Regions from separate parts of the Mus musculus genome. Here region 2 is linked to region 1. Evidence: chromatin contacts called from public HiChIP or PLAC-seq data. All regions are on one chromosome and are shown on one strand. The core of a region is the stretch at or near the end of the contact, and the rest is flanking DNA. Distances in the headings are between cores, read along the strand shown.

What was found. HiChIP or PLAC-seq counts read pairs in DNA pulled down with a chosen protein or histone mark.
Region 2: an H3K4me3 HiChIP or PLAC-seq map of neural tube shows a contact between it and region 1, with 2.9 times the contacts expected there. The contact joins the enhancer-like site here to the promoter of Phactr3 in region 1. A contact is called at or near these places in 2 of 15 datasets of contacts at CTCF or cohesin (both in embryonic stem cells), 28 of 484 Hi-C or Micro-C datasets (the CH12 cell line, ECoMG myeloid progenitors, the N1E-115 cell line and 17 more), 15 of 115 datasets of contacts at active chromatin or transcription factors (SST interneurons, VIP interneurons, craniofacial prominence and 10 more) and 2 of 9 other capture datasets (embryonic stem cells and pancreatic islet).

The regions. Positions count from the first base shown.
Region 1 is chr2:178,139,878-178,146,123 of GRCm38.p6, reverse strand. Phactr3 (phosphatase and actin regulator 3) reads right to left here and starts at 4,191. Exons shown (of 13, transcript NM_028806.2): 1 at 3,625-4,191. The coding sequence starts at 3,739.
Region 2 is chr2:178,236,080-178,242,840 of GRCm38.p6, reverse strand. All of the region lies in intron 1 of Phactr3 (phosphatase and actin regulator 3), which reads right to left. Among named protein-coding and RNA genes, the nearest start is that of Phactr3, 98 kb to the right of the region's middle. Within about 2 kb of position 1,325, at least 30 of the 459 cell types and tissues checked have an H3K27ac peak or open chromatin away from gene starts, as enhancers often do. A contact at or near this core is called in cerebral cortex, embryonic limb bud, neural tube and 1 more, where this site is marked.

The sequences.
Region 1 (6,246 bases), core at 2,942-5,441:
AAACACAAACTCATGACCTGGGGTATTGGCAAGATTTGGGGCAGAAGGTAGTGTCACCGTCTGCAACAGCTCCCGTAAGAAGTGTGAAACAGTATATACTGAGCAGAAAGGGCAATGTCATCACCGTAACAAGTGTGGACTCCTATGGCTCGGAGATCCCATGAGCTGGCATCCGGCTATCATAAGAGCACTAATCAGACTTTGCTCAGGACACCAGCACCATGTTATCCACCATGGGTAAACACGGGACACAACACAACTCCTCACAGCTAAACTAGAAAGCACATTCCTCAGACTATCGCTGCATGACTGCTTACAGAGAGGAGGCGGCTGGGAAATGCTGTCCTCTGAGTACAACAGGTATTATCTCTGTCCCATCTACTGGGACTATCTGCAAAAGACCCCTGAGGTCAGGTGCATTGACTGCAAAGATTCTCTTACAGAGGAGGGGCTAGAGGGCTAATGAACTCCGACCTGAGATCCCAGCCCCTCCTCTCCTCCTCTCCCTGTTAGTTGTATATAATTCTGTCCTACGTCCTTAATGAAATGTGACCTTGTAGCCTTGGGAAGTGCTACAGTATATGAGACCATGGAGGGGTAAAGAACTCCATTCATCCACCCTGGACGGTTGGCCATGCAGTTGTTATCCATGCTGGGGTTAGATCCTCTGGTAGTGGAGCTGTTTTGAAGTTGCCGACATTCCCGTAAGTAGCCACTCATCTATGTTCTGTAAGGAAACCCAATAAACTCTCAGGTTTTTCCATATTAGATTTTGATAGAATTGTGTCTAGATCAGTCATTGGTTTTCTAGAGGGAAGGACTAGCCATTCAGTTACATCTCCTCAGGGCGAGAGTTCTCTAAACAGACATAGACACAGTGGTATGGTAAGCTCCCCATAGCCAAGGCAATTAGATCACACAGTGAAGACTTGCCCACATGCCACACCCCTGTGGCTGTTTTCCACCCATCTGGTCCTGTATCAGGAAGGGAAGAGCAAATATCAGAGTGGGGGACTACAAGGTAGTACTGATGGGGAGAACGAGGGGCCAAAGCAGCCTGAGCTTGGTTTTCCAAGAACGTTTTTGAGATTTGACTAAGAGAATGTCGTTAAATTCAAAATGCCTTGAGGAAGGGTAAAAGCAATTTAGGACTGTTTTATAAAAACAAAGACTCTAGATGGAGGTAGGCCATTCTTCTATGTACCTGAATCTGGCCATTGTGCCGCTACTGGCTGGGTTCAGCATTCAGGAGTGCCCAGCTAGAGCAGCAGGTAGCCAGAGGGAAGGGAACCTGCATGGAGGGTCAAATGAAGGGCTGTGACAAGAACTGACTAGAACATCAGACTCTCTGGAAGCCCTGGCACATCCCAGGCAGTCAGGTGGTACATCACATTTAGCTTGTCTCCCACAACCTTCCACATATGCAAGCACCTTCCACACCCCACCCTTACTGTTTCAGGTTTGTGGATGTCTCTCAACCTGAAGATTTTCTCTTTGGCCAGAACTCCACTGCTGAACACAATCCACAGATGCTCAATACCTGGCCCTACAGTTCATAGAGTTTTAGACTTTTCACTCCCCCATAGCTGCTCGCTTGGCTCCATTCTAACCATTCTAACCTGTCGACGGCTCCAGCACATGTCCTCCCATGCTAGATTTCATCCTGGGCGTCGGAGCCCTCCTCCCTGCTCCCTCGTGGACAGATAGCAGCCCACCTGCCAAACCTGTTACTGCCTCCCACGGATGCATCAGCTCATGGACAGCCAAAGAGCTAAATCCACCATCATTTCAAGTTTGCCTCTTTTTACTGCCAAAGAGACAAAGGAGTGGAAGTAGTTGTCTGGTAAGGGACCATTCACCTTCCACAGTATCTCTGAGAGCTAGGAAAGCTATCTGCCATGGGTGTTACACAGGACTAAGGGAAGACTTCATTAATGACTTAAGGGTCTGCTTGCTGCAGCCTGCCCTGGAAACTATGGAAATCAACTTGCCCTCCTAGAGTCAGGGACTCCCTCTCCTGGCACATTGAGGTGAGCAGATGTGACTGACTCTGCCAAAGTCCTAACAAAGACATCTTATAAGACTCGGTGGGTTTATGGCTTAAAATTTCCATAACAGGTCCTGGTACCCACAGAGCTACTTTATTTTTGTTTATTTATTTATGTTGGTTATTGCATTTTATTTACATTTCAAATGTTGTTGCCTTCCTGGTTTCCCCTCCACAAAACCTCTCATCCCATCCCCACTGCCCTTTACCTCTATGAGGGTACTCCCCTATCCACTCCCCCCCCAATTCCCACCTCACTACTCTAGCATCCCCCTACACTGGGGCCTCCACAGGACCAAGGAGCCATGGCTCCCTCCATATGTACTCTGTAGTTGGTGGTTTAGTTCCTGGGAGCTCGTGGGGGTCCAGTTAGTTGATATTGCTGTTCTTCCTGTGAGATTGCAATCCCCTTCAGCTCCTTCCGTCCTCCCCCTCACTCTTCCACTTTGGGTCCCTCAGAGCTACTTTTTAAAAGGGGGTTTTCTGGGCAGTATAGCTCTTATGGAATCTCTCCCTACAAAGGCAGTCTTTGCTGGCCCCTGGGATTTAATGCCATTATTTAACAATCATTTAACACCATTCAGCCCCCATTCATGAGTCCTTGGATTTAAAGAGAAGTGTACAAAGGAAGGCAAGGCAAGGTGTTATCAAACAGCAACTAAGAGGGATTGCACCTCATGAAGACACAGAACTGAGCCCCTCCACTTGACACACACACCAGCTCTGATTTTTTTTTTTTTTTTGAAAGATCCATTTCAGAAGCTCTGACTTCTCCCCAGAAGTGAAAATTGCCTTCTGGTGGAGAAAGGTTTTAATGATCACTTTGCTTCCTGCGTCTCCATGGTGACAGAGCACACAGCCCACCCCCTCCTGCTTCATTAGGCCTTTCTTGGTCCCAAGGAAAGTCATCAATCAAGCCACATAGATGCCTCTGTGACCTGTTTATCACCTAAACAATCCACATTGCCTTGAATGTGGAAGAGTGGACACAGAGCAGAAAGAAACCCCGGCAATGCCCGTTGGCCTCACACCCTTCATTTCCCCACAGCAGCTCTGTCCAGCACACCTGTCCCGGGAGGCGGGCGCGCCCAGGTGCGCCAGACCTGGCTGGAGTCCTGGTGCCCATTGACAGCCTTGGGCACGGTGGCTGCAGGAGTGTACTGCTGCCCTGATCCTTCGGGTGGGGACCCTGTACAGGACCATAGAAGGGCCTGGACAGAGGGCAGAGTAGGCACCAGCCCTGGGCGGAGGTGACACGAAGACCCTTCCACTGGTCAGTCAGCTGCCCACCATGGCACTCCCTACTGGGGGTTCAAAGACCAGCAGCCAGCCAACAGAGCACACTGCAGAATACCTAGCTCTACCAGCAAAGCGGTTCCTCTCTGGACAAAGGGCTCCGAGGCAGCCCTGTTTGCTGGGGACAGGAATCACGGGCCCTCGTGGCACCTGAATCGGATCGCTGTCCCCCCCAGTAAAGGCGGGGGCGGGGGGAGCTGTGGCGCGTGGGGACATGGTCCCCATGCCACCTGCCTCGTGTCTCCCCCACCCCGCCTGGCCGCCCCCGCCGGGCCCAGTACCTGGGTTCTCCCCGGCGTCCGTGGAGGTGGCTGAGGAGTCGCTGAGGAAGCTGGGGTCACTCTGCGAGCGGCCCCGCGACACAAGGCAGCTGCTGCCGTCCTCGGATGCGGCCATGGGAAAGGCGACGCAGGGGCAAGTTGGAGGGAGATGCGGAATCAGAGCATCCTAGGCGGCCAAGGTCACCGGCGAGGGGGCTGGAGAGGGCGTCTTTTTTAAAAGGAAAAGCAAAAGGGACCAGGAAAGAAAAAGAACGGAGGAGGACGCCAGGCTGGCTTCAGGGTGGGGAGACAAAAGCCTTGCAGGCTGCAGCCAGGCGCATCCCGGCTTGCGCGGCCTCGCTTTGTTATTTATTCGTATTTATTCCCATTCTTCTGCTTATATTCCAGGGGAAAAAAAAAAGTTGAACCAGGAAATAAAAACTTTTTCTTGTCAGTGTTTATGGCGTGCTTGGGGCTGGGGGAGATGTCCAGGAATGTCTGGGGGTGCTCCCTCCCCCCACCCCACCCCCCACCCCCCCGAAAAAAAGGGAAAAAGGAGAATCTTTGCTCTTGCAATTGCTTTAATCTGAAAGCTGTTCTTGGAGCATCTGTTGGAAAACATTAGGATTCTCCCATCATGCCATGGGAGGAGCATGACGTCACGAAGCTGGGAGTGAGAATGAGTGGTGATGGGGAGGGGTCTCAAATACCTGGACTGTCAGAGGCCGGGGAGACATATGGACTGGATCGTAGGTTATGATCCGCCCACCACCATACCTGGGGCTCTAGGACAGAAAGCAGCCACATGCCCTCTCCCCCCTCCCCAGTCTTTCCTCCCACCCCGCCCTCCACCAACAGGAAAGGAGGAGCCCTGAGGCGAGGGCGGTGCCTCCCTTGAAGGCACTCTCCAGGCAGATCCTGGCGGCTGGTTTTCCTGGCCCTCCTCTTGGAGATGGTTATGACATGGTCTTCCCTATGCTCACCTATCCACAACGAAAAGGGGGCAGCATCAAGTGCCTGGTCAGGACCTGTGGGGCACTACTCTCTTCCCCTCTATCCATTCCTTAGCCCATAGGCATAGGTGCCTGTCAGGGAGTTTCACCTTTAAGGAAACTGAGGGGACCAAGGACTAGAGGGAACAGCAAGGAAGTTCCCTCCCCCTTGCCTAAGGAAGCCTTTCTCCCTTTCCTAGGAGGAGCTTGGAGGTGAGCTGGCAACTCCTCTCCCCTGCAGTGGGAAAAACTAGGAAAGGAAAGTCTTATAAGGGTCGGGGACCTTGCTGTGTCACCTCGCTGGGTTGGAAGATGCCCAGGGGATACTGCAAGAAATAGGAAAAGTGCTTAGACTTCACTCTTGGGCAGATGATGGCTCAAGTTCCAAAATAAAGTTCTAAAATTCAAAGCAGCATAGAAAACCCACTCTTTCTGATCACTGGGCACACACTAGGCAGGAGAGCCTTAAATTGTAGACTAGGTCATTCTCAGACCCTGGCTGGCACACACATTGTAAGGATGTGGCTTCCTGGTTGGTGTGCAGATCCCTGTCCAAGAAGTTCCCGGCCTCAGTAATCTGGAGTGGGAGCTCAATCTCCTCTTCTTTCCCTCCCTCCCTCCCTCCCTCCCTCCCTCCCTCCCTCCCTCCCTCCCTCCCTCCCTCCCTCCCTCCTTTCCATAAACTCTCTGGAATAAATGAACTAGATGCACCTCAAGACTGAGCAGGAGACCACCCTTCATGGTGGTCCAAAAACACAAGCAAACCAGCCATCTGTCAACTGATTAGTGTCATATGGTGGCTCCCACCTGTAATCCCCACATTCCAGAGGCTGACTGGGGTGGAATTCATGACTTTGGAGCCACCCCAGCTAGGGGCTAGACAGTGAAAACCTATCTCCAAGAAAAAGAGTGAGATGTAAGCATCGTGGCAGGCCAGGAGACACACGCACGAGAGAAGACAGCATGAGATGTTCTCTCTCTTCTGACCCCATTGCAAAGAGGCATTGAAGGATAAAAGTGAGGCTTTGTGGGTGCCCAGGACAGGGCAGTGAGCAGAACAGGAAGGAGATTATAGCCAAATGGGTGCACGGTTTCCTTGAGGTAACCCCAGATACTCAGGATAATCTAAAATTGGCCTGTGGGAACAGTTTCCTGACTCTACATTCACTAAAAATCCACAGACGTCTACATGCTACAGGGGTGAGCTTTGTAGTACGCCAGTTATTTTAGAAAAGTTTTCTTTTTTCCTTTAAAATGTGCATGGAGGTGTTAGGCTGATGTTGGGTCTGAAGAGCACTTGGATTTCCCCTCTCACCTGCTGAGGCTCTCACCTGGCAGCCTACCTGTCCCCCCTTCAGAATCAAGTGAACAACGGTATCCTGGGTTAGAAAACCTAAAGCTGTTTCTCCCCAACTTAGAGTAACCCTGAGGACCAATGTGGCTGCCCCAGGGCATCTGGAAACACACACACACACACACACACACACACACACACACACACACACACACACTGACACACAGTATGTGAACCCAGAAGAGATAAGGAAAAGCCCACAGGAGGACCAGTTCACTCCCACATTGTCCGAGCAGGCTACATTCTTACAGAGAGTGCTGATTCATAGATGTGTCTGCCAGTCTATCAAAGATTTCC
Region 2 (6,761 bases), core at 76-2,575, 100 kb before region 1:
CTGAATGTCACAAGCTGTCCGCATCACTGTGGCATGAACTTGACCTCAAGTGTCCCAAAGTAAGAAGGTGACTAGCAGTTGAGCCTCTGACGCCAGTTGACTTTGTGCTAAGTCCTTTGCACACCTTGCTGAGCTTTGCCTTCAAACTAACACATGAGGGTGCACAATCTCCCACAGGTGAGAACTACTCTCCCACCAATGCCACAAGATATGAGCCCCGGGCAGCTGAGTGCATACCTGACTCACACGCAGGGCCTCGTGCTCCTGGCGACCTGAGGTGGCCAGGGGGACACATGTCCTCTGCTGAGGAAGCAGAGAGTACAGAGCCCCTGAGGTTGGCAGTACAGAGAGGAATCAGAACAGATAGATGGCTGAAGAGCTCAGGACCCCATTGTAAGAATCAAGACAGGATTAGTGGCCATCCAGACAGGGCAAGGAGAGTCCCTTCCTGTAAAGTGACAGGAGTGATCTGGCCTCGGCCATGGTGTTACAGTATGGCAAGACCACTTCACTCAATGCCATCAAATTAAACCTTTACTTATTTTTATTAAGAATTTGATCAAAGGCCAGGGCAAGGAATCAGTGTGTCAAGTACTCACTTGACAAGGTTGAGTTTGAATCTGCAAGGCTGAGCATGGCTTCGCAAGCTTGTAACCCTAACATTGAGCATCACAGAAAGATAGATCCCAAGCGCTTGCTGGTGAGCAAGCCATCCCGCCTCAAGGGTGAGCTAACAGTTCACGGAGAGACCCTGGCTCCAGGCAACAAGCTGGATAACTACAAAGGAAGACACCAGCTATCTTCTGACTTTGAACTCCATGTTCATGTACATAGACACACACACGCACACACAGGCTCGAGTGCATGTAGCACACACAGTTCCTAACTGCACACATACATAAAGATTAAAAGACACCATAAACCAATCCAGTATAATAAAAAGTTAAAAAAAATTGTAACATATTCAGCTGACCCACTCTGCTCTCTACAGCATGAAAAGGCCTGGAGGTCAAAGAGGTCAAGTATGTGTGTTTTCATTGAGTGTACATCCCAGAGACAACACCCCCCACCCCCGGAAAGGCTCTGGATGCATCAGCCTCCACAGGGGCCCAAGCACCACAGGCTTCAGGACTCTCCAGGTAAGGAAGCAGCACCAGTTCCCGAAGCCACCCAAAGCAGAGGTGCTTAGACCAGAGTCAAAGAAGGCACACACTGGCCAGCTGCTCTGTGCACACAGCAGAGACTGGCCCAGCCACCTCGCCTCCCTCTGACTCCTCACTCTCCAGCTGCTGGTACAGTACAAAGGGTCTTTGATCACAGTTGTAGCCCAGCAGGAAAGCTTGCACTTGTGGTTTTAATGTTTCAGCCAAATGGAGCCACTGGGGACTACTAGGGTCTCAGCCTTGGAAATGATTTCTTCCCTCATCCATCAGGCAAATGTAATCAAGGCCAAGAGGGCCAGCCCTTGCTTCAGGTTGAAACAAGTCTGAGTAAAGACAGAGAAGAGGACCCCGCTCCTGAGCCCATTCGTTCTCTGGGGTGGCTAGCTTTGCCATGGTTAACTCCTCAACATGGTGGAGTTATCAGAGAAATCTCGGTCAGCTGTGAATGAGGGTGAGGCAGAGATGTCCGGAACCTCACACATATCTGGGACTTGGAACTGGGGCTCAAAAGCCGAGGCTGGCAGCTCCCTTAAACGACGAACAGTTACCACTTAACAGCCCAACTCCTGAAAACACAATCCACACGGAATTGTCATGTAAATATCCATGGTAGCATTGTTCCTAACAGCCATGTGGTGAGACAGCCCAGAAGTTCAGCAGTGAGACACACAGTGCAGCTAATCTATAGATAGACAGATTCGGCCATAAGGGGGAGCAGAGCGGCAGCAGGCTGCAGCATGGCTGGACCCTGAAAACAGGGTACCAAGCAAAATACCTAAATCATAAAGGACCACACACCGAGCTAAGGAGACGCCTCAGATCAAAGCACTTGCTTTGTAAGTGTGAGGCTCTGAGTTCAAATCTCCAGCACCTAAGGAAAAACTGAGGTATGGCTGTGCATGGCTTCTAACCCCAGCACTGTGGGAGGCAGAGGCAGGAAGATAGCTGGAGCTGACTGGCTGCCAGCTCAGCTCTAGGATGGGGGAGAGACCTCATTCTCAAGAGAATCAGGCAGATAGTGATGGAGCAGGACAACTGATGTCCTCCTCTGGCCTCTACATGGGATGGGCTTCCATACCAGCATATGCAGACAAATGTACACACACATAAACACACACACACACACCCCACACACAAACACATATACACACATGCACACACCACACACATCCACCACATATAACACATGCACACACATGCACATAAACCACAGATGTATACATATGTACACACACACAACCATACACACAGATACCACACACACATTTATACACACACCACACTTACACACAGGAACATTCACACAAACAGGCACACTCACAAACATACCACACACTGCACATACATAACACATTATACACATATATACAATAGATACACACATACCACACACACTCACAAACACCACACATACACATACACACACATAATGCACACACACATACCACACACTTTCTTATTTTTATGAAAGGTCAGAACAGGACAATTTAGAGGCAGAGAGTACCTGGGTGCTCATAGACTGAGGAAGGAAATGGGGTGTGATTCCGTAATGGATGAATGGACACATGAATGGTTTCCTTTGGGGTGAAGAAAACATTTAAAATCAGCCTGTGATGAAGGCTGCAGTGAGAGCTCCCATAGATGCCTCAGAACCCAACATAGCACATGCGTGGACTTGAGTATGTGTTGTAGGTCCCATAGCTGAGCCAGACGACACCCACGTACGCCTCTTCTCTTCTGGCAGGGATCTTCCTGACCTGACTGTATGTGGACACCCCGGATCTAACACTGCCCTCCATTCCGTGAGGTCCAGACCATGTCCAGATACAGGCTCCATGTCAAAGCAGGCACAGCATTTGCCAATGTCTCTAGACCTTTCGGCCCCTCCCACAGTCACCTCTACCTGTCAGTCTGTTGTCATCTGCAGTGCCAACAGTGGTGCTGCCCCTGCCTCAGCCCCATCCATTGCTGCTCCCCAATCACCCAGAGAGAAATAGTCAAAAACTCAGACCAAGCGCAGTGCTTTTCAGGCATAGCTCTCTGGAGGCTCCACGCACAGAGAATACTAATGCAGATTCCCCTGGAAGGTATAGGTTGTGTCTGACAGTCACTTGCCTTGAGCGGGTGGTACACTCCAGCCACACTGAAGGCTACACTCACATCCTGCTTCTGTGTCCCATCATGGCCACCTCATAGTCTCGGCAGTGGCTCTTCTCTGTGACATACCCAACACTACTGAATTGAGGACTCCCCACCTGAGCGCCCACTGAACAAAGGCGCGGCTTCCCCAGACCCCTTCTCTGTGGTCACTTTCAGCTACTGGTCAGGTAGCCACTTGAACTTTCTGTCCTGGCCATCTCTCCCCTTCCCACTGGAACAGGATTGTCTTAAGAACAAGGACTTGGTCTGTCCCTTACCTCATGACTTCACGTCCTGGTGAAGCAGGGTTTGGGGCCCCTCTCCTGTTAAAGCTCTTCTGTTAGCGGATGGGAAACTCACAAGCCTGGCATCCTTCTCTAGCGGTGCTTGTCACCCCTTGCTGTGACAAGCGGCTCCTCTTGCTTCTATGGCCTCTCTTTTCTTTGGTGTCTAGAACAAACATTAGATACTCTTCCCCTTGAGAGCAATTCTCTCCTACCCCTTGGTCTGGCCCATTCCCATTCCAGGTCACAGTTTAAACTGCTTTGGAGATAAGACAGGACCCCGTGAACCACAGGGACCCAGCACAGCCGTCATGGCATCCCACAGAGGGCACAGACCATCAGCAAGTTGGTCTTATTGGTGAACCAACTTTTACACCAGAACAGGACCTCTTACAAAGCCAGTGAGACCTCCAGGGAAAGGGACCTGCAGGCCTGTTTTACTTGGTGTGGCCAAGCCTCAGTTCAAAGAGCCAGAGTGCACCGGGTTTGAGTTCTGATGAAACTTTGAGATTTGAGGAAGTTGACTCCAACCCGCTTAGCCCCTGTTTCCTGTTGCTGGTGAGTGAGATAAACCTGTCCCTGTCCCCTGGATTATGCATGAGAACAGGGAATCACAGTGTCTGGTGCTCCAGCTGGCTATGTTGTGAGTGACTGTCCTCTAGGCCAAGCAATTGCCATCTTGGAGGATTAGGCAGAGCTCCCCAGCAAAACCATCACCCCAACTGGGCTCCTTGACTGTTTACATTCATCACAGAGGGGTGGGTTGGGGTGGGGTGGGGTGGGATGGGTCACAGAAGTTCTCTATCACCTGTTGTATGCTGATCTACCTTAACTGTAGGAGGCCTTTGGGAGGGGCTGGAGCACAGGAGCCATGGAAAACAGGGAGAGAAAGCTTCCTTCCATGTTGGGAGCAGGAAAGAGCATGTTGTATTGTACTGCTCCCTTGGGCTATATGAGGAAGCTGTAAACCTATTGGTTCCCCAGGGGGAACTTTTGCAGACAGCCTCAGCTTGTTCCTGGGAACCTTAGGAGGGAAGGAATTTTAGCAACTCAACACCACCTTCAGCATCAGCTTCTCTTTTCTTTCTCTATCTGTCTCTGTCTAATTTTGTCTGTGTCTTTCTGTCTGTCTGTCTGCTTCTCTGCCTGTAGCCCTCTCTGTGTGTCTCTGTCTTTATCTCTGTCTCTTTGTCAGTCTTCACTCTGTCTCTCTATCTGTGCCTGTTTCTCTATCTGTGCCTGTGTTTGTCTCTCTGTGTCTACTTTATGTGCCTCTATCTCTGTCTCTCTGTCTCTGTGTATCTTTGTGTCTGTCTGTCTCTGTCTCTGTCTCTGTCTCTGTCTCTGTCTCTGTCTCTGTCTCTCTCTCTCTCTCTCTCTCTCTCTCTGTGTGTGTGTGTGTGTGTGTGTGTGTGTGTGTGTAGAAAACAATGGGTACTCCCTAGTGGAATGTGACAACAGTCTCATTAACATCAGGGACAAGTGAAGAAACCAGAAGAGAGTCCTCCAGGTCCCATGTGCTTCTGCAACCTGGCCTTTTCTTCTAAACCTTTTACAGTCCCCTAAAGACCATGCTCAGGGGAAACAGCAGGCTTATTCCAGCCATTTCTATGCAGAGGTGAGCTGAAAGCTGCCACTGCTCCTTGTGAGCTAAAATCCTACCATCCATTCAAAACCCTGCAAAACTGGGCAAACTTGAAACTGCCATAAGGAAAAAGTGAATGATAGGAGACCCCCTATAAGAACAAACCACAAATAAGAAAAAGTGACCCTCCAGCCTGCTGTCCATCAAGCCAACAGCCCCTGAGGGACAACATATTACTAATTTATTCATCTGGTATTGGTGAGGGCTGCAAACCAATTTATTAAAACAAAACAAGAACGTCAGGCCACCATGCACTTGGCTCCATTAAACTTTCAGAAGACCTTGCAGGTCCTTGTCTAAAGGAGGAAAGACTCCAGAGGAACTGGTGCTGCCTGGGAAGCAGCAAAGCCATCTGGTGACAGTGTGAGGCCATGTGACCTCAGCCAAATGGCATGTCTAGCAGGGGAGAATCAACTCCACAAAGTCAAATTCTGACATCAGTGTGCACCGTAGATGGTATACAGTCACCGCCATACCAGTACCATGCATGCACACACAATAAACTTTAATTTTTGAAAACATACACCTTGTTTGTATCAGAGCTGTTTGTTACCCAGTTCATTCTCTTCTTTACAGATCTCTTGGGAAAGACAAGTCCACATGTCATGACTCAGGATGGCACAGGAAGGCACTGACGTCCAGTTCCACCACTTGACACCAAGTTAACAAAGCCTTTGCTTGTCCTTTCTAAGCATGACTGTCCTGACTCTAGACCATGATTATCTACCTTCCAGAACAGTCATGAGAAGTGCAGGAGACGAGGAACCAGGCTCAGGCTCTAAACATAAATGAAAAGTTAGCCAGTGTGTGACCTTGCAGATTCTATTCATGTAACAGTCCTGTTGGACCCAGGCAGATTCTGATGCCAAGGTTCCAAGGGGGCTACTGCACTCTTGTTAGGCTCTACAGTGCATCTGGAAGAGGGGACACAGAACCTTCCAAATCATTCCTCACAGAGGCTAAGTGTCTCCAGTCACCTCAGCCAAGACTCCAAATGAAATAGGCTAAGTCCTCATGTTCTTTCCACTACTAACATCGTCCATCCTTCTCCCCCCCACCTCCCACCCCCCACCCCAAAAGAAGATTCACTGAATAAACACTCTGGGTTCTTTTAATTTTTCATGAAAACAAGAAATAATTATCTTAAAAGACTGTTAGAGATGGAAGCAAATGAAGGCAAGAATAACTTTCAGAAATCATCTCACAGGTGACAGTTCTATTTGGTCGCTGTCATCCTCTGAGTATAACTAGTTTTCTGGCTTTCATTCATTCACTTGCGCGTCCTACCAGTGGTAGTGATGAAGCACCCAGCACTGTACGTGGGACTTGCTGGACCAAACTGGCATCAGTGTTAGTCTGAATGCAGACTTTGGTCTGTCAACAGCCTTGTGCCCAGAGCCTGCAGCCTCCTTGGTGACCAGAATCATACAGACCTTGTTTTTAGACCCAAAACTTGATGGATCGCAATCCATTTGGTAGAATGATCCTGAGAAAAATGGGGAAAATTATCAAACTGTAGTGGGCTGCATA